2 separate regions of the Callithrix jacchus genome follow, and region 2 is linked to region 1. The links are chromatin contacts, called in public Hi-C maps. All regions are on one chromosome and are shown on one strand. The core of a region is the stretch at or near the end of the contact, and the rest is flanking DNA. Distances in the headings are between cores, read along the strand shown. Region 1 holds the start of TRAPPC3 (trafficking protein particle complex subunit 3). Region 2 has its middle 17 kb from the start of THRAP3.

Region 1 (6,942 bases), core at 3,370-5,869:
TTGGGAGGCCGAGGTGGGGGTCAGAGTTGGTCACCTGAGTCCAGAAGTTTAAGATTAGCGTAGGAAACAGAGTGAGACCCCATCTTTACAAAAAATAGAAAAAATTAGCTGGGCATGGTGATGCAACCCTGCAGTCCCAGCTACCAGGGAGGCTGAGGTGAGAGGATGACTCAAGCCTGAGAAGTCAAGGCTGCATAAGTTGTGATTACACTACCGTACTCCAGCCTGGACGACACAGAAAGATTCTGAAGACCTGATTCTGAGTCTGGACTTGCTGCTTAACAGCTGTGAGTAGTTAGGTAAATCAATTCACTGGGCTAAGCCTCAATCTTCTAATTCAAAAAAAGTAACAGTAAAATCTGTCTTGCCATTAGCAAGGTTGTTGGTAGGATCTAGTGAGACAATGGACTTGAATGCCTTGCAGACAAGAAACCATAGGATTTATAGCAGCTATGCTAACAGGATCTCCAAGGACTTCAGGTACAACCTGAACAAAGTAAATTAAAGGGTGAGACACCACTTGACAGTTTTCAGAAGGCCTTTCTTCCAGTTAGTACACCAAACAAAATGTCAGATCTCCTTAAGGGGGCTGGTCTCTAGAGCCAATGCTCCAAGACTCGTACTATTTTTGTCAAAATAGGTAATCCAGTGTGAATCCTCCCCAGCAGCTGAAGGAGGAGGATCAGTAGCAAGACTAAATCCAGCCATCTCTCTTCCCCTTCAGCCTTCTGTCATGGAGACTCTAAATGCTTCTACTTAAGTAATAGCTCACCTCAGCTCAGGGTTGAGCTGGGTTGGGTCACAGTAATCTGACACAAGAGAAGGGTAGGTCACATGTCCATGGGATTCCACAGCCAACCCCCATACAGGCACATGAAGGCTACTAGCTTTATTAATAACACATCTAGAGGACACTTACTGAGTGTAAACTGTGTTCTGTAACGGTTCTGGGTGTACGGCTACACTGCTAGCTTTACATGCATTCTCTCAATCCTCAGAGCAAGCCTATAATATAGGTACTATTATTACTTCACTAAAAAAAAAGATGACGAAGCTGATGCTAGAATAATGAACAAACTTGCTCAAGGTAATAGAGTAAGTAAGTGCTGAAACTAGGACTCAGTTGCAGGCAGCACTATACCTCTGTATGGTATATATTTCTTTTTATTTTTCCATTGCTAGAAGACACAGTATATATGGTATACATTTCTGTCTCCCTCACAGAGTATGTGCTTCTCAAAGTTAAAAACTAGGACTTCATCGTTGCATCTCCCACAGCACCTAGCACAGAGCTCTGCATATAGTTGGGGCTCAGGAAAAGTTTATTGGACAAAAAGGCTGTTTCTGTTTACACAGACTAAAATCTAGTTACTCGGGCATATTAACAATTTAGGTGGCTCTTGAGCTATTTGCTCAAGCCTGCTCCTGCTCTGTGGAGTGTACTTTCAACAAATCTGTGCTATAGTTGCCTCAAAACACAAAAAAACCAAGGCTGGATGCAGTGCCCCATGCTTGTAATCCCAGCACTTTGAGAGGCTGAGGTGGGCATATTACTTGAGGTCAGGAGTTCCAGAGCAAGCTGGCCAAGATGGTGAAACCCCGTCACTACTAAAAATTAAAAAATTAGCCAAGCATGGTGGTGCATGCCTGTAATCCCAGCTGCTTGGGAGGCTGAGGCAGGCGAATTGCTTGAACCTGGGAGGCAGAGGTTGTACTGAGCCAAGGCTGCACCACTATACTCCGTCTCAAAAAAAAAAAAATCTTATTTTATAATGAACTCTTGGTATTTCCTCAAAACACAGGCTTTGTGTGTGTGTGCGTGTGTGTGTGTATTTTAGTACAGAGTTTCACTATTGGCCAGGCTGGTCTCGAACTCCTTGATCACATGATCCACGTGCCTCAGCTTCCCAAAGTGCTGGATTACAGGCATGAGCCACAACCGGCCCAAAAACAGGTTTTTTTTCTTTTTCTTTTTTTTGAAACAGAAGTCATGCTCTGTCGCCAGGCTTCAGTGCAGTGACGCGATCTCAGCTCACTGCAACCTCTGCCTCCTGGGTTAAAGCGATTCTCCTGCCTCAGCCTCCCAAGTAGCTGGGACCACAGGTGCATGCCACCGTGTCCAGCTAATTTTTGCATTTTTAGTACAGATGGGGTTTCACCATGTTGGCCAGGATGGTCTCGATCTCTTGACCTCGTGATTCGCCCGCCTCGGCCTCCCAAAGTGCTGGGATTACAGGTGTGAGCCACCGCACCCAACCAAAACAGGAATTCTTAACCTGTAATCCATGAATTATCTTTAGAGGCCTGCAAAGACCCACAAAATTTAAGTAAATGTTTATGTACATGTTTGTCTACTAAATATTTACTAAAGAGGATGCTAGTTGACAGTGTCAACTGTGTTTTAGATGCATGGTTATACTGCTAGTTTTTCATGCATTCACTCAATCCTCAGAACAATGCTATAATATAAGTACTATTATTACCTCTTAAAAAAAAAAAAAGATGAAGCTGATGCTCAGAACACTGCAGAAACTTGCCCAAGGTCGCACAGCAAGTAGGTGGTGAAACCAGAGCTCAGTCCCAGGCAGTACTATACCCCTGTATTGTCTCCATTTCTGTCTCCCTACTTCTGCCCATGTACTATTAGGGGAGCAGATCCATAGCTTTCATCAGTTTTTCAAAAGGGGTCTGAAAGGGGTTAAATACTAATCTGGAGAACAAGGCTTCCTGCAGCCCATTCTGGTGGCTGCTCCTGGTTTAAGATGTCAAGGTGAGAGGGAAATCTGATCATCCCATCAAGAGAGGAGTGTCAAAAAAAAGGGCCTCGGTCTGGCCCACATGCAACCTCAGATATTGTTTTAATTAATTTATTTATTTATATTTTATGTTATTTAGAGATGAGATCTCACTATGTTGCCCAGGCTGGTCTCAAAGTCCTGAGTACAAGCCATCCTCCTGCCTCAGCCTCCCAAAGTGCTAGAATTACAGCCACGAGCCACCATGTCCAGCCTTGATATTGCTTTTAAATTCAAAACAAAGCTGGGCATGGTGGCTTGGACCTGTAATCTTAACACTTTGGGAGGTTGTGGCGGGAGGATTGCTTAAGCCTAGGAGTTCGAGACCAGCCTGGGCAACATGGCAAACCACTGTCTTTATAATAAATACGAAAATTAGCCTGGCTTGGTGGTGTGCCCCTGTGGTCCCAGTTGCTTGGGGGCTGAGGTGAGGATCGCTTAAGCCCAGGAGGTTGTGGTTACAATGAGCAGAGATCAGGCCATTGCATGCATCTGGGCAACAGAGTAAGACCCTGTCTCAAAAAAAAAAAAAAAAAAAGGCAAAGAAAAGGAAGGCCTGACAGGAAGGTCTCAGGGTGGCCGAAATAGCTCAGTTGGGAGAGTGTTAAACTGAAGATCTAAAGGTCCCTGGAAGGTCTCTTAAAGAAAAATTACCTTAGAGGCCACTGTAATCCCAGCACTTTGGGAGGCCAAGGTAGGCAGATCACGAGGTCAAGAGTTCGAGACCAGCTTAGCCAACATGGTGAAACCCCATCTCTACTAAAAATACAAAAATTAGCCGGGAGTGGTAGTGGGCACCTGTAATCCTAGCTACTCGGGTGGCTGAGGCAGGGGAATCGCTTGAACCCGGAAGGTGGAGGTTGCAGTGAGCCGAGACCGTGCCTCTGCACTCCAGCCTGGGAGACAGAGCAAGATTTCATCTCGGGGGTTGGTGGGGGAGAAAAATGACCTTAGCCTTCAGCCCCAGCACCTACTCCAACTTTATAGGACCATACGGTGTCCCACTATTCCCAGAGAAAGGGAGCCACCCACTCCATTAGAGGGGCACCACTCACTGCTTACTCTGGGGCACCTCTTATTCTATTGAATAGAACGTTCCTTTCTGGCACGACCACTATCTGAGCATCTCTCACAATACCCATGCCACAGTGCAAGACACTATAGCCTAAAAGTATAGCCTAACAGTCTGAAACATTAGCTTTGAAATTAGACACGGGTCCAAATCCTAACTTCCCAGGTGTAAATGTGGGCAAATTACGTAAGCTCTCCAGGCTATAAAATGGCAATCATGTTATCCATCTGATAGGGGTTACTCTGCAGATTAACTGAGATACTGCAATGCATGCAAAGTGGGTGGCCCGGTGTCTAATACACAGTCAGAGGGCAGTAAGTGGCAGTTACTGGTATTTATTACCGTCGTTGTCGTTGGCTTAGGACGGAGATGCACTCAGGCCTTGGGGGCGGGGTCTCCACGGGAAAGGGGTCTCCTCCGGGGAACTTCTCCGGCGGTCCCCTAACCTACCTGGGACGCCCCCGGAGTAACCCACAAGAGGCTACCTGCAGCCGGAGCTCACAGGAGGGCCCTTTTCCAATCGCGCCTCGCGCTCGGCGCCGGGCCCCTTCCCCGTACATCTCAATTTCGCCCCGCCCACTGAGGTCACGCGCTCCAAATTACCATTTTCTTGCTCTCGGTGCCACGGTTCGCCTGCCTCGACATGGTGCCGGCCGCCCCGCCCCACTCGCCTAGCCACGGGCTTGCTCGGCGACCCCTGCAGACGCCGCTCGCCGAGCCGCTGCCCCTCAGCCCACAGGACTGACCGGTACTGACTCACTGCGCCTGCGCGGCCTGCCGCGGGGCACCACGGGACTCGTGGTCCGGCCGACGTGAGTAACTCCCGCCCAACAAACGTCGGACTACAACACCCAACTGCCCCTTTGGTAGTGCCGCCTCTTAACGCAGTCAACTACAATTCCCGGAATGCTCCGCGCGCGCCTGGCTGGTAGAGCCCAGCTCGCCCTTGGCAGCATCCTGGCCGCTGGGTGGCGTCCGCAGCCTTCGGTATTCCTGGGTTAGCCACACGCTCCCCCTTGTCCTCCTCCCCACGCGCCCGGCTCTGAGATGATGCTCGGCAAATTCCTCTCTCGCCGGGGTTGGTCTTGGAAAGTCCCTCTTTGGAGCTAGCTTCTTCCGCTGTTGCGATTCAGCTCCAGAAGCTCCCAGGATGTCCCAGAAAACTAGCAATGACTCACACAGAATTGGCTTCATTAGAAAAATATTTAATGACCTACTATGTGCCAAGCATTTCACTAGTGTCTTTCTCTTCAGACTGCCATCTGGAACAGCGACACTGCCTGGTTCCCAGAAAACTAACTGTCATGGCAGTCAGTTCTGAGTTCTAATCCCAGCTTTGCCATTTTAGGCAAGTTGCTAAATCTCTCTCAGTTGTTATAAAGATTGGTGAGCCATGCATGCCCTGAAGTTGGGCACATAAAAGCCATGAAAGTAAACGTGTATTCCCTTCCAGCCACCCTCCAAAAACAAGCCAACAAACAGGACTCAGAAACACGAAGGGAATGTGCTGGCTAAACCCTCACCCATCACCAAGGGGAAGTCTATAGTCCCTGACCACAGCTTTTTGGTTTCAGCTCCAGCGGTCTCTCAGCTGGTCAACTCTGAGGGAGCTGGGCTAGAGGGGGCGGTTCCTGAGCACCCTCTGCTCTCTTAGGCCTGGTAGCCTGACTGTAGCAGCTGTATTCTAGTCCCTAGCCTTTACCGTGACAACCAGCCTGTCCAGACAGGAGCCAGCCAGGTTAGGGAGGGCTGGGGGCTGCTCAGGCTGCAAGCTGGTGCCCAGGGTTCCCCCAGTCCCTCTCCTAGGGTGCAAGACCAATCATTATTTTATCCTTCTCCCCAGACATTCTGGGGCCTCCCTTGAGGCAGTGACCCCTGACTCTCTGTCCTGTGTAATGCCACTGGGGAGGGAGCCAAGGGCTGAGGACTCTGGGAAGGAACTTCAGGGTTGGTTGGGGTGGGGGAGGAAAGCAAGGGCCAAACTAGCCTGCAAGGGCCAAACTAGCCCCCAAGGGCCAGCTCAGCTAAAGAGCCCCCGGCATTCCCGGGAGAGAGGACAGCTGAGGTGAAAGCTGCAGTTGGCCAGCCTGTCTGTCGGTCTGGGCTCCTCCCTGCCGGCTGCCTTTGGCTGCCCACAGAAACCTGAGTCACAGTCACGGCCAGCCACCCGACCCCACCCTGCCTGCTGTCAAGCAGGGCAGTTCTAGAGAGACTGGAGGTGGAGCCCTTCCCTGCCTGTCCAACAGCCTCTGAGATTTTGCCTCACTGCCTGGGATTCCTCCTCTTGATATCGATTTCTCTTTGGGATTTGCAGTGTCATTAGTCCTGAGTTAAGAGTGGGGGTGGGGGGCCATCTCAGGTTGATCTAGATGATCCCCTCCTCACTCAGACAGGTTCTTAAAGCCTTCTTAGGCCGGGCGCAGTGGCTCATGCCAGTAACTCCAGCATATTGGAAGGCCAAGGCAGGAGGAACACTTTAGCCCAGGAGTTTGAGACCAGCCTGGGCAACATAGTGAGATCCCTATTTCCACGAAAGATAATTTTTAGAAAGGTTGTTCTGTCATGAAATAGCTACTCTTTTGATTATTTGCTTTAACAAAAACAAATAAATATTTAAAAATAAAAAGAAACTAGCTGAGCATTGTGGCATGCACCTGTGGTCCCAGCTACTAGGAAGGCTAAGGTGGGAAGATTGCTTGAGCTCAGGAGGTGGAGGCTGCAGTGAGCTGTGTTTGTGACACTGCATTCCTGCCTGGGTGACAGAACTGAAACTTTGTCTCAAAAAAAAAAAAGTACTTAGACAGCTGTTCTGAGGAGTCTCAGTACAGTTTCCATCATTCCCAAATCCCAAACCCTCCCTACCAACTCTAGGGGCCAGGACATTCAGGAACACCAGATGTCTCCTCCCCACCCTCTTCCCTTTCTCCCTAGAAAACAACACAAGGGATAGCTTTCTGTTCCTCTCAGGGGCTCTAGACAAAGACTCTCTCCTAGGAACCCAAAGGGTTTAACCTATTTAGTCCTGTATCTGAGTTCCTCCCACTCCCCCAGAGCTAGAGCAGGAGGGGCAGCTGG
Region 2 (7,072 bases), core at 4,086-6,585, 47 kb after region 1:
GTGATTCTCCTGCCTCAGCCTCCTGAATACCTGAGACTATAGGCATGCACTACCATGCCCATCTAATTTTTGTATTTTTTGTACAAATGGAGTTTCACCATTTACCCTGACTGTCCTCAAATTCCTGGACTCAAGTGATCTTCCCGCCTCAACCTCCCAAAATGTTAGGGTTATAGGCATGAGCTACTGTGCCCAGCCTTCCCCTGTTTTCTTCTAAGAGAAAAATTAGCCCAGCTAATTTTTTGTATTTTTGATTTCTGGTGTGTTGGCCAGGCTGGTCACAAACTCCTGACCTCAAGTGATCCACCCACCTCAGCCTCCCAAAGTGTGGGGATTACAGGCGTGAGGCACCGCACCCTGCTAGATGCTGGTATTCATCATCTGCCCTTCTGACGTAGAATTCTGAAATTACTGACATCAATTCTGAAGACTTAAATTACTGTCTCGGTGATAGGCTGTATGGTGTAGTTAAGAGGATAGATCTGGAGTTGGACTGCTGGAGTTGGAACCTTAGCTCTGGCACGTAGTAATTGTGTAAACTTGATTACCGTACACAACTGTTTTTTTTTGAGATGGAGTTTTGCTCTTGTTACCCAGGCTGGAGTGCAATGGCGCGATCTCGGCTCACCGCAACCTCCGCCTCCTGGGTTCAGGCAATTCTCCTGCCTCAGCCTCCTGAGTAGCTGGGATTACAGGCACAAACTACCATGCCCAGCTAATTTTTTGTATTTTTTTTTTAGTAGAGACGGGGTTTCACCATGTTGACTAGGATGGTCTCGATCTCTTGACCTCATGATCCACCCGCCTCGGCCTCCCAAAGTGCTGGGATTATAGGCGTGAGCCACCACGCCTGGCCACAACTGTTTTTTGCTCTTATGTTGTCCAGGGCACTGCCTGGGATTACAGGCATGAGCCACTGCACCCAACCTGCACACAATCTTTTGTTCCCTCATCTGTAAAATGGCAAGAGTGAAGGAAGACACATATCTAATAGGGTTGTTGTGAGGAATCAGTTAGTTAATGTATGTAAAGATCCAACAGTAGGTTTTCAATAAGGAGTAAATAGCATTTTCATTGTCATCTTTTTTTTTTTTTGAGATGGAGTTTCATTCTTCTTGCCCAGGCTGGAGTGCAATGGTGTGGTCTTGGCTCACTGCAACCTCTGCCTCCTGGGTTCAAGTGATTCTCCTGTCTCAGCCTCCTGAGTAGCTGGGATTACAGTCATGTGCCACCACACCCAGCTAATTTTTGTATTTTTAGTAGAGCTGGGGTTTCACCATGTTGGCCAGACTGGTCTTGAACTCCTGACCTCAGGTGATCCGCCCTCCTCAGGCTCCCAAAATGCTGGGATTGCAAGTGTGAGCCATAGCGCCTGACTTCACTGTCATCTTTAAGCTGATATCGTCTTAGACTTCCAAAGAAGAATCTATCCTGTTCAGGCTGAGTGCACTCCAGCCTGGGAGATGAGCAAAACTCTGTCTCAAAAAAAAAAAATAAATCTCTCCAGTGCAGACTTTTTTCCTGAGGTTGACAGCATATCAACTGGATGTCTTGTCAGTGTCACCAATTCAACAAGCCCAAAACTGACACCTCTGACGTATCTCTGATTTTGTCCCCAGTGCCCTCACCCTAGCCCAGGCTGCTGTCATTTCTGCCATCCTGGAAAAAGAAACAAGGTCTTCAATGTCATCTCTGCACAGCAGCCACAAGCCTGTTCAGGACGCTCCCCTGCTTAAATGCCTCCTGGGCCTTCCCATTGCTCTCAGAATAAAAGGCACATTCTGTCTGGCGGCTTCCCTGTGGCTCTCTTTCTCTCTTCTCTGTGTTCCCACCATCCTGGACTTGCACCTCCTCTTTGAGCCTCAGGGCTTTTGCACAAGCTGTTCCCTCTGCCTGGGATGCTCTCCCCTGCTGCCCCACTTCAGTTGGCTGATCTTAAATATTATGTTTCCAGAAGGCCTTCTTTGACCCCAGTGTTCTGTACCTAACCTAGCACAACAAACACCTCATTGTAACTGTTTATCTATTAATGTGCCTCTGCCAAAAGGTGAGTCACAAGAGCAGGAATATTTGTCGTGTTCTCCAGTGTGTCCTTCCTAGCAGCCCGGTGCCTGGCATGCAGTAGGTTCTGTCTGTGTGCAATACATAGCTGATGGAGAGAAAGATGGGTAAGACAATGGGAGCCAGAATCATTGCAGTAGTCCTGGAGACTAACAGGCAGGAAGCGTTTTTCTGGTGCAGTGTGATGCACCAGAGGAAGGGATGTGGCCAAATGTCCCGGAATCTGGGCAGGAATCAGGCACTGACGGCCTTGTATCCTGACAGGCTGGGATGCTTGTTTCTCCTCCTGCGGCATGGAAAACCACAGAAGGGTTTTCAGTCGAGAGGTAACATGATTGCAGGTGAAGCGCCAGCCAGCCAGGCTGTGGAGGCAGGTGGGCAAGATTGGAGACAGGGAGCCGATTATGAAGCCATAGCAGTAAAAAGTGCCTGGAAGGAAACACTGAGAACTGGAGCTGAGTGCAGTGGCTCACACCTGTAATCCCAGCACTTTGGGAGGTTGAAGTGACGGCATTACTTGAGCCTAGGAGTTTGAGGCTAGTCTGGGCAACATAGCTAGTCCTTGTCTCTGCAAAAAATAAGGAAATTATCCAGGCATCGTGGCACACACCTGTAGTCCCAGCTACTTGGGAGGCTGAGGTGGGAGGATTAATGGAACTCAGGAGATCAAGACTGCAGTGAGCCAAGATGTTGCCACTGTACTCCAGCCTGGGGGACAGAGTAAGACCCTGTCTCAACAGAAAAAGAGGGGGAAAAAAAAGAAACACTCCACTTCCCCACCTAAAGCTACTGGAAAATAACCTGGGAGGTATCTCTGAATAGTGTTGCTGAATTTCACACATCAAAACACAGGATTCAGCCAGGCACGGTGGCTCACGCCTATAATCCCAGCACTTTGGGAGGCCGAGGTGGGTGGATCATGAGGTCAAGAGATCGAGACCCTCCTGGTCAACAAGGTGAAACCCCATCTCTACTAAAAATACAAAAATTTTAGCTAGGTGTGGTGGTGCGTGCCTGTAGTCCCAGCTACTTGGGAGGCTGAGGCAGGAGAATTATTTACCCAGGAGGCGGAGGTTGCGATGAGCCGAGATCGCGCCATTGCACTCCAGTCTGGGTAACAAGAGCGAAACTCTGTCTCAAAACAAACAAACAAACAACAACAACAAAAAACACAGGATCCCTATTATAAAGGAGAATTTCAGAAAACCAACGAATAAATTTTTAGTGTGTTCCAAACATGGCATTGTACTTACATTAAAAAATAATGTACTTACATTAAATGATTATTTATTGTTTGCCTGGAATTTACCTTGGATTGGGCATTCTGTATTTTATCTGGCAACAATATCCACTGACTTTTCTCCTTCCTCTGCCTATACTGCTAGCCCCTTCCCCCAATTCTATCTTGAATCCTCATTTAAATGGTTTCTTTTCGGGAGGCTGAGGCAGGAAAATCACTTGAACCTGGGAGGTGGAGGTTGCAGTGAGCCAAGATCACACCATTGCCTACTCCAGCCTGGGTGATAGAGAGAGACTCCATTTAAAAAAAATAAAAATAAAAAAAGGATGGGCATGGCGGCTCATACCTGTCATCCCAGCACTTTGGGAGGCTGAGGCAGGCAGATCATCTGGGGTTAGGAGTTTGAGAACAGCCTGGCCAATATGGTGAAACCCTGTCTCTACTAAAAAAATACAAAAATTTGGGCTGGGTGTGGTGGCGCATGCCTGTAGTCCCAGCTACTCGGGAGGGTGAGGCAGGAGAATTGCTTGAACTCAGAAGGTGGAGATTGCAGTGAGCTGAGATCATGCCACTGCACTACAGCCTGGGCCACAGTGCGAGACTCTGTCTCAAAAAAAAAAAAATACAAAAATTAGCTGGGCATAGTGGTGGGCACCTGTAGTCCTAGCTACTCTGGAGGCTGAGGCAGGAGAATCGCTTGAACCTGGGAGGTGGAAGTTACAGAGAGCTGAGATGGTGCCATTGCACTCCAGCTTGGGCAACAGAGCAAGACACTGTCTAAAAAAAAATTAAGTTGAGGGACTTTTTTTAATATTTATTTTTTTGAGACAGAGTTTTGCTCTTGTATCCCAGTCTGGAGTGCAATGGCACGATCTCAGCTCACTGCAACCTCTGTCGCCTGGCTTCAACTGATTCTTCTGCCTCAGCCTCCCAAGTAGCTGGGACTACAGGCACCCACCACCACACCTAGCTAATTTTTGCATTTTTAGTAGAAATAAGGTTTCTCCATGTTGGCTGGGCTGGTCTCAGACTTCTGACCCCAGGTGATTTGCCCTGCTAGGTCTCCCAAAGTGCTGGGATTATAGGCGTGAACCACCATGCCCAGCTCCAATTTTTTTGAAAATTTTTATCATTTTATACCTTAAACTATTAAGGGAGGAAATGTTCTATATCCCTCTATAAAAAAACAGAGATGGGAATAGGATCTCACTGTGTTGCCCAGGCTGGTCTTGAACTTCAGGTCTCAAGTGATCCTCCTGACTTGGCCTCCCAAACTGCTGGCATTACAGGTATGAGTCACCATGACCTGCCAAAAGTTCCTCAACTTTCTGTTTTAAAAATTGCCACCAGACCTTTCTGCAATGCCAGTTGTAGTGTTCCTGACCTCACACAGTGCCCACCCCTAAAACACAGGCGTGCAGGCCACCAGGGTCTGCCAGGCGAGGTGTGTGAGAGGAACAGGGCAGACAGCTCTGGCCTCAGGCACAAAGGGCTGAGTCCTGGATCCTGGGGACAGGCACTGGGAATTGAATCTGGACACTGAGCACTGTGTCCTAACACAAGAAACCAATTCCTGGCTCATGGTAGTGGTCTCTGGGTCCTAAAACTAGGACCAGAGCAGAGACCACAGGTCCCTGATCTCTGGGCAAAGGGTGCTGGGCTAAGTGGCAGTCATGACTTGCTGTCCAGGGCGGGGCTGAGGGTGAGGAGTTGTCCAGCTGTTGTTTTGTAACAGCTGCTGGACTGGGCTGGAGGGGAAATTTAAGGAGCCAGGGGGTGGGGTGAAGAGGAAGAGGTCAGTGGGCAGGGGAAGGCCACTCCAGCAGGTCCCAGGCCCTGGAGGACGAGAGAAAGAGAGTTGCTGGATCTCTAGGCCTCTCAGTGGCAGACAGTGGGGCCTCAGGAACTAGGGTAGGAAGAGTGGTGAGGATAGCAGCGAGCATGTGCCACCTCCTACCCCCAACCCCCTCTTTGTACCCTCCCCCTTTGTCAACCTCCTGGCTCGGCTCCCAGGCCGAGGCAGCTGGAGTGATTAGTGTGGGTGAAGGAGTACGAATGCCAAAAGCTTGTCTGACGTCTCAGAACACAGGGATCCAGCCAGAGTGGATGGCACGACTGAGTGAGAAATGCAGACTGAGAGATAAACAGAAATAAATAGGGACAACACCGAAGAGACAGAGGAGAAAAGCAGGGCGGGAGACAAAAGAGACGGAAGGCCCACACAGAGCAAGAAGGTTGCAGGGAGGGAGGGATCAGTAGTTACAGGGCAGGCTGATCTTTTCCTGTGTCTTCTCTGACCCCGTCCTGTCTGAGTTCCTCCCTGCTGTGTCCCTATCCCAGGCTTTCTCAACCTCAGCACTATTGACATTTGGGGCAGGATAATCTTGGATGGTGAAGATAGGAGGGTGTTCTGTGCCCTGTAGGATGCTTAGCAGCCTCCTTGGCCCTTACCTACCAGATGCCATCAGCACTCCCTCAACTCCTCTGCTGTTGTGACAATCCAGACTGCCTCCAGACACTGCCGGATGTTTCCTGGGAAGGGACTGCTTCTGATTGAGAACCTTCCCTGTCCCCCAAGTAGGTTCATGTTCTTGAGAAGAGGCCAACCCTGGGTGTCTGTCTGTCTGGTTCTCCCATCAGCCCGTGTGCACAGGGCCCTGCAGCCCTAGCATGGCTTCCACTGCCCTAAGTTAGAAGCCAGGGAAAATAGGAGAGCCACTGAGACTGAGGAACAGTCTAGGGGCTGCTGAAGCCAGGGGTATAGCAGTGATGAAGTCCCTGCCCTCATGGAGCTTCTTTTCTTATTCTACCCAAAAGGCATCCCAGGTGTGTTGTGGGATGTGCTAGGGGTGTTTCACGACAGGGTGTGCACTCTCATCTCTAAGGGAGGAAGAAGAGATGGACCCCCAAGCAAGTCTGGACAAGATCCATGTAACAAGTATGCATTTTGTTCCATGAAGCTTAGATGTAAGAAATGTCTCATTTATTGAATTCTCTAAACCAGATTATCTGCTCCAAAACCCCCTGCCAGGCTGGCTGGTGAGAAATTCAATCACAGTCATGTTTTAGGAATCTCTACCCAGTGGTGTGCTGGGGAACGTTTACAAACAGCTTGGGATGCATGAGGGAGAGACTTGATTTGTCACATTTGCCGGCTTCCATGATGTAAACACTCCCACTATAGCCAATTTCAAGCTGCCAACATGATGTCACTGAAGGTGGAGCAGAGAGGATAGAGCAGTAGCACACTGACATGCAGGGTATTCACCCGGCAGATACCAACAACTTTAAGAGCACTGATTATAGTAAACTCACGCCTGTAATCCCAGCACTTTGGGAGGCCAAGGTGGGCAGATCACTTGAGGTCAGGAGTTTGAAGCCAGCCTGGCCAACATGGTGAAACCATGTCTCTACTGAAAATACAAAAATTAGGCCAGGTGCGGTGGCTCATGCCTGTAATCCCAGCACTGGGAGGCCAAGGCAGCTGGGATTGCCTGAGGTCAGGAGTTTGAGACCAGCCTGGCCAACATGGTGAAACCCTGTCTCTACTAAAAATACAAAAATTGGCTGGGCCCAACGCAGTGGCTCATGCCTGTCATCCCAGCACTTTGGGAGGCCGAGGCAGGTGGATCACCTGAGGTCAGGAGTTCAAGACCAGTCAGACCAATATGGTGAAACCCCGTTTCTAAAAAAAAAAAGTAATACAAAAATTAGCCGGGTGTGGTGGCACATGCCTTTAATCCTAGCTACTCTGGTGGCTGAGGCAGGAGT

The links. A called contact is a pair of places that touch in the nucleus more often than the background predicts.
Region 2: a contact with region 1 is called in a Hi-C map of skeletal muscle, with 4 times the contacts expected there. The contact joins the enhancer-like site here to the promoter of TRAPPC3 in region 1. A contact is called at or near these places in 3 of 3 Hi-C or Micro-C datasets (induced pluripotent stem cells and skeletal muscle).

The regions. Positions count from the first base shown.
Region 1 is chr7:72,737,007-72,743,948 of calJac240_pri, forward strand. TRAPPC3 (trafficking protein particle complex subunit 3) reads right to left here and starts at 4,620. Exons shown (of 3, transcript XM_009000895.4): 1 at 4,471-4,620. The coding sequence starts at 4,512.
Region 2 is chr7:72,783,591-72,790,662 of calJac240_pri, forward strand. No RefSeq gene overlaps it. Among named protein-coding and RNA genes, the nearest start is that of THRAP3, 17 kb to the right of the region's middle. Within about 2 kb of position 5,336, at least 10 of the 16 cell types and tissues checked have an H3K27ac peak or open chromatin away from gene starts, as enhancers often do. A contact at or near this core is called in skeletal muscle, where this site is marked.